Regions from separate parts of the Ovis aries genome. Here region 2 is linked to region 1. A link is a contact called in public Hi-C data. All regions are on one chromosome and are shown on one strand. Each heading gives the region's core, a stretch centred on a gene start, on an enhancer-like site or on the middle of the called end of the contact. The rest is flanking DNA. Distances are from core to core; before and after follow the strand shown. Region 1 has its middle 11 kb from the start of SFXN3. Region 2 holds the start of TLX1 (T cell leukemia homeobox 1).

Region 1 (5,887 bases), core at 1,984-4,483:
CAAAAACCCAGTTTTGCAAAGACATCTTTAAAAGTAAGGTAGCACAATTTAATTTTGAAACTGTGAACTACCTCGAGCTAGCAGTTTGTGCAGTGTCTCAGAAATGTTGATTATTTTGGGGTTTCCCTGGAAGTCCTGAGTTTACTATAGCACTCTGAGGTGCCTCAGTATATAGTTTGGAAACCACATACTTAGAGAGTCTACCTGTTTTCCTTAAGCAACAAGCCTTCTCAATGGTCTTAGAAAAGTTCAGTTCAGTTCAGTTCAGTCACTCAGACATGTCTGACTCTTTGAGACCCCATGGACTGTAGCATGCCAGGCCTCCCTGTCCATCACCAACTCCCAGAGTTTACTCAAACTCATGCCCATTGAGTCAGTGATGCCATCCAACCATCTCATCCTCTGTCATCCCCTTCTCCTCCTACCTTCAATCTTTCCCAGTATCAGGGTCTTTTCAAATGAGTCAGCTCTTCGGATCAGGTGGCCAAAGTATTTGAGTTTCAGCTTCAACATCAGTCCTTCCAATGAATATTCAGGACTGATTTCCTTTAGGATGGACTGGTAAGAAGTCATCTGATTTAGCCAAAGGAAAATAACTAAAATCTTATCCACAGCTTATGGGTCAGATATAAACAGGGGAGTCTGATAGCCTGGGGGTTCAGGTGTTAGAAGCCAGCATGCAGAATGTGGCTCTGAAAGAAAATCACTAGCAGTGATGATCAAGTCTAGCAGGACAAACCAGACACAGAAGCCTTGATAAGCATAAAAAGCAGTTGCTTAATCTTATTTCACCACTACCCACCACCACCCCTGATCCTACTGTGCCGTGATACCCTGGAAAGGAGGTCATGACAATGAAAGTGTATCACCAGAGACTCTGCTGTGGGAAACCGAACAAGAATGAGGTGCTGTCTCTTTCCCAGCATACCTTAAAAGATGGCAGCTCAAAAAAAAAAAAAAAAAAGATGGCAGCTCAGAGCCAGTCCCAAGAACTGGCAGGTCAGCACCACAGAAACTGCCAAGAGGAAAAGGCACTGGCATGTAGAAGGAAGCAGATAGACAACAGAGCTGGAGACAGTGGCTCTGATTACATGTTAGATATTCTGTCCCCACCTCCCTGCATTTAAGACTCCTAGAGAGACGCAGAGAGGGAGGGCTGAGTTCCCTCTCTTGCTGGCTATCATATGTTAGAACATCTCTAGGAACAAGCTTCACTTTGCCTAGGGGACTTATCAAGTCACATTACCCCCCAGATTCTGACACACCTCCCTGGGAGGATAAGCTGGAAATCCCTGAAGCTGTGAGCCACTATTTCTGTTGTGAATATGTCATGTCTTTTAAGTTTGTTGAGGAGTAAAATAGATTGAGAGCCACTGTGTCAGTAAACTAACCTTGGACAAATATCTGAGTGTGGTTTAGAGCACTTTTGGATTCCACATTCATTTATTCAGGAAACATGTATCATGTACCTACTGTGGATCAGGCACTATTACAGGTGCAGTGGGCATGCACAGGAAAGTGAAGATATGAGTGGTTGCTTAATGGGTATAGAGCTTCAGATGTGCAAGATGAAAAAGTTATGAAGATCTACTCCACAATGACGTGAATATACTTAACACTACTGAACTGTACACTTAAACATGATTAAGATGGTAAGGTTTATCTTACGTGTTTTTTTAATCACAATAAAAAAAAGTGAAGATATGATGCCTGCCCTCAGCTTTTTCATTTAAACTGGAGAGAAGCATTTGTATAGGATCAATAGGAAAACATACTGTAGCAAATACCACTCAGGTTAATTCCCAGCTCACGATAATTGCCCTTCTTTGAGAACAGCCCCAACCACAGAGAGGGACCTAAAGTAATGATGCACAATGCCCTTGCAACTTGACCCTGACCTCTGGCTACTTCCTAGGGGCAGACAACTGATATAAGCTGCACCAATTTTTGAAACTTGAACAGAGGGACTGAAGCTGTTACCTTTATGACAGTGTCTCAGTACTGCCATCGCTGAGGCCTCTGGAGCTGCTCAGTTTCTTGCCCTTTCTAAGGCCTGGTTGATTAGCTCCATCTCTGGTTCTGAGAGCTATGGCAGAATCCTTTCAATTGAATGAAGCTATCCACAATCATTCTCTACTGCTGTCCACAAATAACTTCAACTATAACCCAAACCAGTAGTGCTCCTTCTGGGAAATAAAAGTTGAGGATTTGCTAGTGACAGAGGAGGGGAGGGTTTCAGTCAGAAAATAGCATAGGTGGTTAATTTATAGATTGAAATAGCAAATTCTTGTTTCACAAGCACTTTACCCTGAAGGAGCTGCAGTGTTGCCTGTTACAGATGGAGTTATTTTCCTAGTGGATGTGAGGGGATGGTGGCGAGGACAGAGTTGTGTGAATAGCCTAAATTATTCACAGTTCCTCCCCCATTCTCCTGGTCCTTGTTATTCAGTTGCAAAATGTTGCTGGGAAGACTGGAAGGAGAAAGCTTGAGGAGGCTGTTGCGGCTGCTATGGTCCTTCTGGCAGCCTGGGCTGTGGCTGCCAGTGAGGGAAAACATATTTATAAAAGAAGAGTGAAGGGGGCAGCTTCAGAGGCTCTCTTTGGGAAAATGATACAACTGATTCGAGGTTCCTCCACGAATTCTAGCAAAAGATTGTTCGGCTTCAGGACCCGAGATCAGTGCAACATGCAGGGAGACTGACGAAGAGGGGCCCGCCTGCCGAGCACTGGCTGTGTGCCAGCAGGTGGGATGGGACTCCTCACCCAACAGTCCATTTCTACTCAGCGCTGGGCACAGAGCCACACTTAGCAGAGTTTACTGAACTGTGGCATGCACGGGCAGAGAGACGGAGAGACGACGGAAGGCGCAAGATGCAGAGTCAACAGCCTCACGGGCCGCTGCGGGGTGGTGGGGATGGTGGGGGGTGTGGGGGGGGGGTGGGGTAGGACAAACAAACAGGCCTTGGAACCCAGGAAGGGCCTCGCTTGATTCCTCGAAAACCTCGCATGTTTCTGGGCGGGAAGTCAAAAGGCGGAGGCTGGGGAGCTTGTGGGTTTCGAAACTGGGAACTAGGGAGGGGATTTGGCGGATTTAACGGCCCAGGACCCAGATGATCAACGAAGCGGATCTGTGACCCGTGACGCAGGTTCCAAGCTCAGGTAGGCGTAGAGAACTGTATCCTCAACCTGCTGCGCTAAAGCCGTTGCCGGGGAAATAGGGAGGAGGCGGAGCCAACCGAACTTGGACTGACGGGAGCCACAGCAGGGGCGGGACTCTGCTTCTGACTGGTTATGTTCCTCGCGAGGGGCGTGGCTCGCTTACGACCAAGCGGCCGCAGGGGCGGGTTGGCTTGAGACTGACAAGCTTGACTGGGAGGAAATAGGACTTGGTTTTAACAAGTAGGGCACCAGCCAGGGCGGGACTAGGATAGTCTGATTGCCATAAGTCCATAGGGCAGGAGTTAAAGCTAACCCGAACCGCCTGTCCTACGCAGACATTGGTGAGGTGATTTGGGAGAATAACACTGAAACATATATATTCAGTTCAGTTCAGTTCAGTCGCTCTGTCGTGTCCGACTCTTTGTGACCCCATGGACTGCAGCACGCCAGGCCTCCCTGTCTATCACCAGCTCCCGGAATTTACTCAAACTCATGCCCATTGAGTCAGTGATGCCATCCAGCCATCTCATCCTCTGTCGTCCTCTTCTCCTCCAGCCTTGCCTTCAATCTTTCCCAGCATCAGGGTCTTTCCAAATGAGTCAGCTCTTCGGATCAGGTGGCCAAAGTATTTGAGTTTCAGCTTCAACATCAGTCCTTCCAATGAATATTCAGGACTGACTTCTTTTAGGATGGACTGGTTGGATCTCCTTGCAGTCCAAGGGACTCTCAAGAATCTTCTCCAACACCACAGTTCATAAGCATCAATTCTTTGGCGCTCAGCTTTCTTTATAGTCCAACTCTCACATCCATACATGACTACTGGAAAAAACATAGCCTTGACTAGACGGACCTTTGTTGGCAAAGTAAAGTCTCTGCTTTTTAATATGCTGTCTAGGTTGTCATAACTTTTCTTCCAAGGAGTAAGCATCTTTCATGGCTGCAGTCACCATCTGCAGTGACTTTGGAGCCCCAAAAAATAAAGTCTGCCACTATTTTCAACATATATATATTACCATATGTAAAATAGTCAGCAGGAGTTCGATATATGATGCAGGGAACCCAAAGCCAGGGTTTTGTGACAACCTCAAGGGGTTGGGATAGGGAGGGAGGTGGGAGGGGAGTTCAAGAAGGAAGGGACCTATGCATACCTAATGCTGATTCACATTGATGGGTAGCAAAAACCATAACAATCCTGTGAAGTAATAATCCTCTAATTTAAAGAAAGAATTAAAGAAGAAGAAAATATGTTGGCCTCCATTGGAAATATATACATTAAAAAAATAATAAATGATGTCAAACTCGTTAGCCCCAGTGGCCAAGGAAAACAGACCCTGGCTCCCTCCTTATAGCCAGGGTAAGCCAGGCCTCCAGATCCAAGCCATTTTTACCCCTTAGAACATGGACCAGGAGAGAGGAAGAAGGCTGGGGAGGAAGGCCAAGGATACTGATACAAGTTCCCAGAGAAGGTTCCCGGAGTTTGAGCACTGGAAGACAGGAGACCCAAGAATGGGGCAGATTACTTTCCAGTGAGTAAAGTGCTATCTCTGCCCAAATGCTAGCTTCCAAAGAAAATTCCAAGCATGTGGAAGCAGTTTGGAAAGCATACCTCACTAGGATTTTCCCCTAAAGAACCTGTGAAGTTAACCTAAACCAAACTTTTTTTCTTTTCAGAAGCTGGTGTGAAACTAGGAATTTTGGTGGCAGAGAAGCCTTCCTACTAACTGGCCCACTGGTGCCTTGGCCAGTCTTCTCTCTAACGTGGTTTAGTATTATCTGCAGAGTACAATAATTGTTACTAAATGTTCTTAATGATTTTGTTTTACGAAGATTCCTGCATCTCACTTCCTAAGTGGATTTCTTTTGCCTAGATTTTCCAGTAAAGTGTAAGGCCTCTTTTCAAGGGGATTGCCAATGGCCAAAGCTATAACTGTAGAAAGAGGTTTCAAGATTTGACCCAGGGTGCCAGCTGGGCTTGGTGGGAGACACTGTTCCCTAGTAGGATGCAATTGAAACTGGTTATCTAACTGTCATCCCATAGTTAATCAAGAATAGGAATCTTTGCTTATACTCCTTGTTATAAAACCCTCAAGCTTGGAAACTCTTCAGTGGCTTTGGTAAAAGGTCTGTCAATTTTTACTGCCCTGTAAACAAACTGGGCCAGGGAGGAGATGCCCTGGAATGTCAAAAGGACTAGAAGAATGATCTCAAGTTTAACTGGTGGGTGAGGAAAAAGGATAGCCAGGCTTCAGAGTCACTCAACTTGGCTTGAATCCTGATTCCACCACCAGATAGTTGTATAGCTGTAAGCAATTTTCTTAATGTCTTAATAAGTCTGTTTTCTTGCTATAGTGAAAGTGACAGTCGTTTAGTCGTGTCCAATTCTTTGCGACCCATGAACTGTCACCTGCCAGGCTCCTCTCTCCATGGAATTCTCCAGGCAAGAATACTGGAGTGGGTATCCACTCCCTTCTCCAGAGGATCTTCCCAACCCAGGGATTGAACCATGGGTTTCCTGCATTTTTCTTGCTATGAATGGACATAATATATCTGGCCTCACAAGGGTGGTTGTGGAGCTCAAAAGACACAACGGACTTACAGCACTTAGTTTCATTAAGCCTGCCTGGCATGACTGGAAGGACTCAATGAGCATTAGCTAGCATCACCCCCTACTGTCCATCAAGTAAACTACTTTCCACAAGGAATGGGTTAGCTCAGGCCAGGTAACAGG
Region 2 (5,621 bases), core at 186-2,685, 82 kb before region 1:
CGGGAAGAAAGGCCGGCCAGCTCTGCGTCTTAACTCCGGCTCACGGCCTCTATCGGGTCGGGTAGCGCGACGGGCACTGGACCTCGGAGAGCAGAGTATGTGCGTGCGTGTGTGTGTGTGTGTGTGTGTGTGTGTGTGTGTGTGTGTGTGTGTGTAGGGGAAGGAAGGTGGGGAACCTGTTTCCCTTGAGTCTGATTCTGGGATTCGCCGCCTCGGCCAGACAACGTCTGCCAGGACGGAAGAAACAGCTTGTTCACCTCGCGCCCCTTTCTCCAAGATCCCTGAGCCCCAAATGCCGGCAGAAGGTAGTCCCGAAGCTACAACCCCTTCCCTTCGCCTGACCGGCCCAGGGACTCCAAGAGGGGATCAGGCAGAACTTCTCAGAGCAGGGGGTCCTGTGGGAGAGACGGAGAGGGGCCCAGGCTGGGAGAACTCTTCCAGCGAGTCGATTCCGCGAGAGAGGCGGCGGGCGGCTGAACTTGGGGGAAGCACCCAGAAGAGCCGGGCGGCCGGGCGCAGAGGGGGCTGCAGGGAGCCCCGGGGCGGAGGAGGGGTAGAGGAGAGCCGGGGCCGCGGCCAGGCGGGGCGCGCGCGGGCCGGACTCACCTGTGAACCTGTCCTTTGTGTATCTGCGGTTACTCTCCATCCAGGGGAAGGTGAGGCCGGTGAGGTTATTGACGCCCGGGACGGCAGGCACGGAGGACACGGTGGGCAAACCGGTAGCCAGAGGTTGAGGGTGGGCCACCGTTCCAGCTAGCGGCCTGTGCGCAGGCACTCGGATCACTCCCGCAGCACTCAGCGCGCCCCCGCCGCCGCCGCCGCCACCCCCGCCGCCGCCGCCACCGGGACCGGGGCCGCCCGCCAAGGCCATGTTCACGTTGTAGGAGCCGGCCAGCGGGCCCATGCTGCACGCGCCGCCGCCGCCGCCCGCCGAGCCACCCGGGCCACTCGGGCCTCCAGCGCCATAGGCCCCCGCGCCCCCGGCCCCCGGCCCGGCTGCGGGGCCCCCGCCGCCGTAAGGGTAGGCGCCTCCAACCAAACAGCCAAGGCCGTATTCTCCGTCCTGGAGGCGCGAGGAGGGCCCCATGCAGCCGCCCTGGTCTGGGCTGTTGAGGATCTGGTCGATGCCAAAGCTGATGGGCTCCGCGTGGCCCGGGTGGAGATGGTGCGGACCCAGGTGCTCCATGCTGGCCCCCGACCCCGGCCCCACGGCGGGGGGGGGGGGGCCTGGGCGGTGGCACTCTCTGTGCTTGGCTCGGGGACAGCGCGCGGCGGCGCGGAGGCGGCAGCGGCTCCTGGCTGCGTGGAGACTTGGAGGCGAAGTGCGCAGAAGGGCTAAAGTGGGGGGGGGTTGCGGAGGGGAAGGAGAGAGGGGGCGCGGTATTCTTCCCCTCTCCGGCTGCTCCTTCCCCTCTCCGGCTGCTCGGTCGCTGTTGACTCTGGGACATCAATCACCGGGCGAAAAAGCCCGGTGCGAGCTAGCCTCTCAGTTTCGGCCGGGTCTCTCCATTGGCTGTGAGCGGAGAGGAGCGGGGTGAATGACAGCGCGGGGGAGGGGCGGAGAAGGCGAGAGGAAAGCCTGGAGCGGAGACAGACTTAGGAGCCAGAGACGGAGGGACTGAGCCCGAAGCTCAGAGAAGTAGCTCGGGAGGAGAGGGAAGAGGCGAACCAGAGGCTTCAAAGGAGAAAGAATAGGAGGCTGGCATTCCCAGAGACGGAAAGACAGATGGCCTCAAGGAGGTGGAGGTCAGAGCCCTCTTCCCCGCCTGGCGGGAGCCACCTCCTCGCTTAGAACTGGGCCGGAGGAGCTCGCCCACCAGGCCTGTGGGGAAGGGGCACCCAGCGCTACCGGAGAATCTCCCCAGGGGCTCAGCCGGGAAGCTCCAGTCTGTCAACCAGAGGATTTACTCCCAATTTTGTCTGGCTTGTTAGAAAGTAGAAGGCTGCCTGCTCCCCGGGGTATGCCTCCCAGACAGGAAGGTGAGTTCAGGATTGTCTTTTAAAACAAGGGCTTATGAACAGTGGCTATGTGTTGTTGAAAAAGTCAGCAGCAACCTCACCTCAGCCTATTTAGAGAAACTGAGGAAGAGAAACTTCCTAAAAGGCAATCACAAGTCAGAGGAATTGGCTTGGGGCCTGCTTCGGAGGTGCCCAAGATACCTCCTTTCCTTTTAAATAGAAGTCCCAAGAAGCAGTTTCCACAGTATGCGAATGAATTCAATCAGATTGCTTTCACCAGGGCTGGTTATTCCAAGCAAGAAACCTTTGGATTGTAGCAAGGGGAAGGAATTATTTTCTTACTTTTGGAATCTTGGAAGGGAGGCCTAGGGGCTTAAGGCAGTGGGGGCTGGGTATGGTGGGACCAAGATCAGGGAAGTACAGCAGGACAAATTTAGGCCTTTTCAAAGTTTTGCCTGTGGCTGACTGGCTTAGAGCCCAGGAGAGAAGAAGGAAACTCCCTTTTTCTGCTTCCTCTCTTTCTCCTCTTTAGCAGAGAAATGTCTGCTCCCTCCTAGGCGCCAAGCCCTAGTAAGGGCACAGGTTGGATCACTTGGGATCTATTTCTGCTCTAGTTCAGATTCAACAGGTCTTCAGGGAGGGGCTGTCTATCAGACAAGATGCTAGAATGTGGTGGCTCACATTCTGCTTAACAAGTCTCATTGCAATTTACTTGCTTTGGCCATATGTGTTACTGTAACCTGAAGAGAGCTCCATGGAGGCAGGGAATGGTTTCTTCATCTCTGTTCCTCCCTGTGGAGTGCAGCCCCAACCCATGAAATATACTTATCTTGGGTAAATAATGAATGAAAGAACCTCTTTATTCAACACATATTTTATTTAATATCTACTACGTGTCAGTCGCTGTTCTTGGCACTGGGAAAACAGCAGTGAACAAAACAAAGTTCCTGTCCTCATGGAGGTTATATTCCACAGCATGAGTGAGACAGTAAACAGAGAAGCAAGCACAATAAGCCAGATGGTGGAAAGTGTTATGTAGGGCGTAAACTCTACACCAAGTCTTCAAGACAAGGATTATTCCCATTTTATGGATTCAAGGAAACCACATTTCAGCAAGGCTAAATGACTTGATCAGGATGAAGGAGTGGGGTTTAACTTGCTTTTATGGGTTGGCCTGGAAAGCTGGCTGCTGGTTTGTGGCACATTTCTATGGGAAAAATCTTGCTTGGGCTCCAGGCAGGTGGACAAAGGCCCCTCAAGAAAAAGCCAAGTATGAAGCTGGTGGTCATTTGTAAACATTAAGCAGAAACATGAGAAAGAACTCTATTCCCTTGCCAGTTCTCTCCTCTCCACCCTCCCAGGCAGGCATACTACACCTCTACACAGGAGGTTCCAGACTTCCTTTGGAAGTTGTTTGAACCTGAATGAGTCTCTTGTCTCTTATCTTGAGGGAACTAAAGCGGAGATAAACATAAATATTTTGCTGAGAAACTAGTGTGCCAGGCACTGATCTCATTTAAGACTCACAACAATCTTGTGAAATTAATAGAAACATCCTCAGTCTTAAATAATTAAGAAAACGGAATGAATGTTCATAGCAGTATTATTCATAATGGCCAAAGTGTGGAAACAACCCAAATATCCATCATCTGATGAATGGATAAATTAAATGTGGTATATCCATACAGTGGAATATTATTCAGCCATAAAAAGGAATTCCTGCTACAATATGGACAATCCTCCAAAACATTAAGTGAAAGAGATCAGGCACAAAAGGCAACATGTTGTGTGATTCCATTAATATGAACCATCCAGAATAGGCAAATCCTTGGAGACAGAAAGCAGATTAGTGGAGCTGGGATTGGTGGGGCTGGGGGAGTAGGAATTGGTTGCAAATGCATACAAAGTTTCTATTCGTAGGGATAGAAATATTGTAGAATTAAACAGTGGTGATGGTTACACAACTTTATGAATATAATTTTAAAAGCCACTAAATTGTATGAGTTAAAAGATATTCTGTATGATGTTATAGGAAATTATATCTCATTTATTAGAAAAGGAAACAATAACTGAGGCTTGAGATGAACAAACTTTCCCAAAGTCCCACAGACAGAAGAGAACTGATCTGGGACCCCCAGATCTGAACTATTTTCTCTGTATGAGGCTGAAAATGATGCAGAAGGGAGCTCCAGCTTCCTATGAGGCTGGGTCCCAGCTGTGTTCCTCCTTTTGATCAAGGAGTCACATTTGGGTCTAACCACAGTTCTGCCTGCTACAATGAAAACCCTGTCTTTCTAGGTTACCCTCAGAACAACTCCTCTTTGCCATTCTCTAATCTGTGCTGGAAATCCCTTGAGTGTTTCTAACACTCTTCTTTTCTTCTTTCTCCTCCCTCCCAATGGACTTTACAGCCCCTTTGACTTTTCAACCCTGCCTGTTCCAACTCTTTGGACATCTGCCCCACTTACCTCCTCAGGTCTGGCACAAGTTGTCCAAGGTACCTGGGAAGAGACTTTAACCTTGCTGGCCCAGCCCAAGGATGGCAGAGGTCACAGTCGCCTAGTAGCCCACTAAGACTGACTCATCAAAACCCAGAAACCCAGGGATATCCTAACGTTCCCCTGCCCTCACAGGTGCCTGCCTGCCTGATGGCTTTAGTGCTTCCCACTCACCTCTCCTACTATGAGTCAACTTTTATCCCAATCTAGTTCTGAGGTGCTGGTCTCCCCACATCTGGAGTTTTTGAGTCCACTTTAACTTCAGCCTTTGTCCCCCACTGACATAGCTGCGGAGGGGCCAGGGTTATTCTCTCAGTCCCATCTCTGCCTAGGAAGATGAAACAAAAGGGTGACGATTCACTGGGCTTTGCCCCTTACCACACTTCCCAGTGTTACCTGAGCACAATGCTATAGGTTGGCAAGTTTTCTGAAATGGAGGAGGAGACTCACACAGAGCTTACAGTCAGTGCAGCTTCAGTGTTTCCACAGTGCTTTTCCATACTTTGCAGAATAGTCCTTTTAGGAAAGGGACCCACAAAGCACAGCTGATGTCCTAGGCATCTGCAGTCACAATTACCTCATCTAATCTTTCAATAATCCTGTGATGTGGCTTTTATTATCTCCATTTTACAGATGAGAAAACTGACTCACTGAAACCTGGAAAGCATTTAAGACCGGACTCAAATGCTGCTTTTCTGACTGTATTCATTACGAGCTGCTTTCTCAGCACCAAACTTGGCAGAGGTGGTCCATGTCTTGCAGGAGTACCCCGCACACAGCTTGGTGCCTTTGAGCCCTTAGGCCCCCTGGTAACACCACCCCCAACCCCACCACCATCCCAGATCCCCTCCCCTTGCCTGCAGGATAATAAGTACCTCCAATTAAAAGAAGAGCAGCTGGGACTGAGGCTGGGGCAGGGGGAGGAGAAAAGGGAGGGCTCAGTCATAGGCAGAGGCCTCTTTGGATCCCACCCGGCTCCCTCCCCGCTCAGGGAGAGACCCCTGGGCCAGAGGTTGTCCTTTAGCTTAGGGGTGTTTGTGGTAACTTAATTACTTTGTGTTTGTGGGACTGCAACCACAAGGGGAAAGCGGGTATGAAAGTGCATGGCAGTGAAGGTAGCTGTGCAGACATACCGGGCATGTCTTTGAGGACTAATTTGTTAAT

What was found. A called contact is a pair of places that touch in the nucleus more often than the background predicts.
Region 2: a Hi-C map of tail adipose tissue shows a contact between it and region 1, with 2.1 times the contacts expected there. The contact joins the promoter of TLX1 here to the enhancer-like site in region 1. A contact is called at or near these places in 4 of 16 Hi-C or Micro-C datasets (liver, muscle, omental adipose tissue and 1 more).

Annotation. Positions count from the first base shown.
Region 1 is chr22:21,636,152-21,642,038 of ARS-UI_Ramb_v3.0, reverse strand. No RefSeq gene overlaps it. Among named protein-coding and RNA genes, the nearest start is that of SFXN3, 11 kb to the right of the region's middle. Within about 2 kb of position 3,233, at least 21 of the 54 cell types and tissues checked have an H3K27ac peak or open chromatin away from gene starts, as enhancers often do. A contact at or near this core is called in liver and tail adipose tissue, where this site is marked.
Region 2 is chr22:21,717,030-21,722,650 of ARS-UI_Ramb_v3.0, reverse strand. TLX1 (T cell leukemia homeobox 1) reads right to left here and starts at 1,435. Exons shown (of 3, transcript XM_027960454.3): 1 at 607-1,435. The coding sequence starts at 1,186.